2 separate regions of the Gossypium hirsutum genome follow, and region 1 is linked to region 2. Evidence: chromatin contacts called from public Hi-C data. All regions are on one chromosome and are shown on one strand. Each heading gives the region's core, a stretch centred on a gene start, on an enhancer-like site or on the middle of the called end of the contact. The rest is flanking DNA. Distances are from core to core; before and after follow the strand shown.

Region 1 (2,700 bases), core at 69-2,568, 510 kb before region 2:
ATAATGTGAGATATGTTGTTTTCAAATATCCCTTATTCTTGACAATGAAAACTTCATTTATTTTTAATAATAAAAGATAGTTTTTTAATTTTAATTTTTACCAAATATAATATCACATTGTACTTTGTTTTTCGATTGGTCTTGTCTTTTTAATGTCTATATTATTACTTTGAATATCTTTTAACGATAAATTAATTTCTAACCCACCAACAATTTTCATAGAAAAAATTTCTATTGATAAAATTATACTAGTTAAAAATTTAAATGATAAGGGTGATAATTTCATCTTTATAAAATAATAATAATAATAACCACAATTAAGTTTACAATTTAGCTATATGTAATTAACACAAAACTTATATGATATGAAAATTGTGTTCTTCTCGTCAAATATGTTTAATTTAATTTTCTTTCAGTTCTTCATGTCTTACGTCCAAAACTTTTTCGTCTTTCCTTTTTATTCTCAAAATTTGCTGTTAATAATTTTGAATGAATTGTTTATTATTTAAACTTTTAGAAGTCATTCTCAACAAAGAGATTATTCATTTCCCTCTTTGCTTTGCTTGATTTTCGAGTAGTTATGTTATTCTAATCCTTCATTTTTATTGAAATGTTTATTTTTAACTCACAATACATTCCAAGTACTATCAAAAGCTTTAAAAAAATAGAACATACATGTGTATGTGACACTTACATTTAGGTCCCAGTAACATAGATTGTCTGACCTTCTTTCTTCCTGTTGCAGCATATATGTTTGCAAAGGCAAGGAAGGAAGAAGGGTTGAAGCAATGCGGATAACAAACAGAGTGAAACAAAAGAAGATTTATCTTTTGCTCCAGAGACAACTCCATGAGGTAATGACAAACCACCAATCTTTTCCAGTTGTTGCACTATCTTTGAAGGTTTTGGACTCCATTCCTGAATATCAGCAGAGAATGGAAAACTCAAACCTAATGATCCTGAAGAAAATCAAGAAAAGATTTGAAGATAAGGCTGTTTTCAAGCAATTTATTCATGCAATCTCTATGGGTTTGTCTAATCTAAACCCATATTCCCTTTTTTCCCCAAAATATAGAGAGAGAGATGGTTACTTATTGCTCCTGCTATGTTAGTTGCCTTGATAGAGGGTAATAAGGGCCAGCAAGCAACTGGACCGATTGGCTTTATGTGAGACAAAGGATAGAGATCGACTGCCCCCATTTCCCTGCTTTATAGATGAGCCATAAATAATTTTGAAGTAGTGGGGTCCTTTATGTAACCTTTCCTTCAAGTCCAGCCACATATGTATTTTTTTTCAATATGAATTTCTTTTGAAAAAAATTGAGCATACATATGTTATACACATTCATATCCAGAAAACGTCCTCTTCCTGATAAACAATGTTTTCCTTTTAAGCCATCCTTTCAAATTATCAAATTTGGCATGATAATGCTAGTTTTAGTCACTGGTTAATCTCTCTTATCATCATCATCTCTGCTTTTCTAGTCTCACAGAAAAGATTTCTCTCAAATGCCAGGAACCATCCAAGTTTCAGGTATCAAGTTTTGTCTTAACTGTAATTCCAATATGGTAGTTGAAGTTCATACTCCTTTTTCAAGACTTCCCTCATTGAATTCATTTCAGTTCTGGATTTCAAGGGTCTCCATTCATCATCATTATCATCATCATCATCATCAAAAGTATCAATAAAAGGTAAACCAATCAACATTTTCTTGTCCAAATTTTCTTATCTTGAATGGCTATATTCTATACACTGTGAGAAGAAAATTTTACCAGTGAGTTCATCTTCATAACGCAGTTTCCAAGGGAAAAATAGAGTACCAGACTTGGGACAAAGGGGAATTCTCATTGTAATGACTCTAAACATTGTTTTGACATCCTTTGATTTTGCTGTGTTTTAAAGTTGTGAATTTTGCTATTGAATTCCAACATGTTTTGCTATTGCACAGTCCATTGACAACCCTTCGTGACAACTTGATTATAACAATACAAGATGCAGAGGGAAACGAGATTTCTCATACAGGTTTGTGCCTTTTCATTTTCCATAAGCATTTAGAATATTAAGAGTTAGTCTGAGTGAAAAAGATATGGCATGGGGCAGGACTTGAAACCAGATTGGTGGTTGAGAAAGGTGTTTGGGATGACATATTTCCCCTTGAAGGAGGTGGGCATGCTCATATGAAGTTGCAGTTTTTCCTCAATGAAGAAGAGCGCCAGCAAATTCGGATAATGGTATTCTTTTTCCCTTGCTTTGCTTTTGATGCAATAAATGACTGATCATACAAGATTCCTTTTATGTGTGCATTAAACCATCAGCCAGAATATGGGATGCACTGCATTAAGCTGTTTGATAAAATGCATGCCTATGGTATCCTGATAAACCTTATTCCTTTCCGTGGCGCTACTAAGTTATATATTTCTAAGATCATTTTCAGAGGGAATCTGCACTGAAGAAGAAACATGAAGAGCTTTGCAATAGTGGTCATGGAAGTCCCAAAAATGCTTCTGTTAGTTATAGTGAAGCCAGTCAACTGTCTGTCCCCTTAAACAACCCCAAGGATGCCAAATTTGATATCGACAACAGAGACAGAAGTTATTCTATTCAGAAGCAAAAGAGCACAGTTAAGGGTTACTTAGCATTACACTAAAAACCCTTTTTCTCTTCACTGACAAAAGCCTCAAGTTTTCTTAATGTTCATT
Region 2 (2,700 bases), core at 147-2,646:
CACAAGCTCACTATCATTTACTCATACTAAGTGACGTTAAAAAGCATCATTAACTTCAGAAACATAAAGAATTTCATTTTCCACTTCAACATGTACATAGGTAAAGAACAAGGACAAAATAAGTTCCTCCAAAACTTTTCTTCCTATTGGATAAAAAGGCAACAAATTTTGTTGCAATGACTGCATCTTGCCACTTGTAAGACTTCAAGGTTTCAAGATCCAAACCTGCCAACCAGGCAAAATCTCTATACGCCGACTAATTACATTTTATGCTTTAGATCATCTAGTGATAATTCTTTCCTTAAACATAAGCAAGTGGTGTAGAAGTAGAACATATTAGTTATCAAACATATGAAAAGCAGAACCCAATGTGCTCAATGATTTTATCATCATACAAAAAGTAAAGAGAAAACAAATAAAAGTGAAAAATGTGTTTAAGAGGGAAAAGTTAAGTTACTTGAGGAGTGGACAGGAATAACTACGAGCAGCTTAATGCAATCCCCAGGCTGGGCAACATGAGTCAAAGCCCAGACCAGAGCAGTCCTTGGGATCTCCCTTGCTGCTTTAACAGCCACCACCACTACTTTATTAGCCAAATCTGAGCTACCCTTCTGTTTCATCTCCAAAGCCAAGCTAGAAACTAAACCCCTAAACACCTTCCACACACCCCATAATCAAAATCCACCCACCCCCCTTTCTCCATCATAAACAAAACTCTCGATCAAAAAAGACTGTATTTTTCCCTGATTCACAATACCCGAGATGCCCTTTTTTTTTTTTACCCCCTCTTTGAAGTGCTCGGCAGAAAAGCTTGATTTGAAAAAAGAGGGAGTAGCAGACAGGGACGTGCACTTCAAGGTAACTTTATCAAATCAAGTAATAAGCTCTTTCTCATAAAAAGGACGTGTCAAAAACTCTAGTTACCAAGCTGCAAAACCCCTCTTTCTCTCTTTCTCTCTCTGTATTAAAAGACAGCTTTGCCTGGTTTGGATGCAATAAAGGAACTTGTATCCGTTATTGTAACTTGTAAGAACAAGGTCAGCTTTCTTTCACAGAAACTGAGGCTGCCTTTTCTTTAAGATCATGTAAACTGCGTGAGCTTTCTTTACAAAAAGAAAAACGATTCTTGTGCTACAAAAGCGGTTGGCCTAATTTTAGAAGCTTTTCTTTTGTTTGTCTTGTCAACTTTGTTAATGTTCATACATATATATCCTCCAGCTTTCTACAAAATTACAACAAAGCTTAATAGGCAATTATATATTAATATATTATCATATAATTAACAGGCGACAAAAAGAAAACAGGGCATGGTTAAAGATAAGACGACAATTTAGTACCAAACCACATGTAATTATGTAAGTAATCAGTTGCATGATTGGAGGAAAGCTTTTTCTTACCCCCTTTTTTTATCTCCCTTAATCTGGACTTTTATAAGCTATGAAAGTTGAGAGTTGGTAATGGAGGGAAGCTAATTGTGTACAGTTTTCAATCTGTTTACTAGTGTTTGGTCATGTGGCTTACCTTCCATTTTGTTTTAACACTAAAATATTTCTTATGAAAAGCAACAAAAATGTACTTTAAGATCTTGGGGTTTCCTATTTCTTGCACATTGAAGTTATCATTATTTGATCTACAGTTTTTTTTAAGGCAACTGTCTCTTGGGACTTGAGACAGTAATCAATTATTTTCTGTCTTAAAAATATACACAGATAAAGTACAGCTTCTTTTTTTTAAAATGTGGCACTTAAATTAGTGCAGGAACATCAATTAAATTTTCTTTTGTTTTGTGTAGTTCTAATACGACACAGCATGGCAGATTAGTAGTGTGGTAGGACATAATATATGAACCCTACATACTGACAAATGAAGACAAAGAGCTTGTGGTAGGTCATGGCAACATCAATTAGCAACTTGATGCCATTTGAATTCAAAGGAATTGTCAATTTGTAGACAGCAAAACTTCAGCTTATAGTTTTATCTCTCTTCTAGAAATGAATGTCGATGATTTGTAATAATTGAATAATCGAATTAGTGATTAAATCAATAAAATAATTATTAAATAATTAATTAAATTTCATAATAAAAAAATTAAAATTATAGAACCACTTGTAAGAGAACATATTCAAAAGGTCTATGATCCCAACATTTTTAATTTTTCGTATGTCCTCCTTTGCACCGAAAAATTGAAGGACAAATAGTCAACCAGAGATCTACAATTGAAAAGAAAAAATGCAACACAGCTAAATTCAATGGGATATTACATGACAGTTTACAGCAGATAGGGTGTAGTTAATGGTGAAGATAATTTATATCAAGGACTGTAATTTCACATGCAAACATTGATTTCTGGTAGTATAAACTATGAAGAAATGAAGCAAATAAATTGAGAGGTAGGTTAGAATTTGGCATCCAAAAAGCTCCCAATTATATCATTCTTTTTGAAAAGTGGGACCTAAAGTTAGATAGCTAGACGCAATGGATGACTACCTTTACTAAAGATAAATAATAATGAAAGAGAAACTTTAAGATATTCCCTCATCTTTTTTTATACAAAGCTTTGCTCCAAATCTGTTCTTCTACAAACAGGAAAAGAATCAAAATTTAAAGACAAATATATATATATATTCTAATTCACTCAATGAAACTTTTTGAGATCATCAACTTAAACAACTTTGGTGCTAAATGATTTAGCTTTTGACA

The links. Hi-C and Micro-C count contacts between places; a contact is called where the count stands out from the background.
Region 1: a Hi-C map of leaf shows a contact between it and region 2, with 2.3 times the contacts expected there. The contact joins the promoter of LOC107887251 here to the promoter of LOC107962761 in region 2. A contact is called at or near these places in 2 of 34 Hi-C or Micro-C datasets (both in leaf).

What each region holds. Positions count from the first base shown.
Region 1 is chrA06:17,950,174-17,952,873 of Gossypium_hirsutum_v2.1, reverse strand. LOC107887251 reads left to right here and starts at 1,318. Exons shown (of 13, transcript XM_016811440.2): 1 at 1,318-1,534; 2 at 1,624-1,692; 3 at 1,799-1,850; 4 at 1,950-2,023; 5 at 2,102-2,232; 6 at 2,436-2,621. The coding sequence starts at 1,510. It overlaps LOC121230446, which reads right to left and starts at 1,200. Exons shown (of 2, transcript XM_041115273.1): 1 at 1,092-1,200; 2 at 584-959. The coding sequence starts at 1,200. The coding sequence ends at 697.
Region 2 is chrA06:17,437,457-17,440,156 of Gossypium_hirsutum_v2.1, reverse strand. LOC107962761 (inactive protein kinase SELMODRAFT_444075) reads right to left here and starts at 1,396. Exons shown (of 9, transcript XM_016899260.2): 1 at 458-1,396. The coding sequence starts at 620.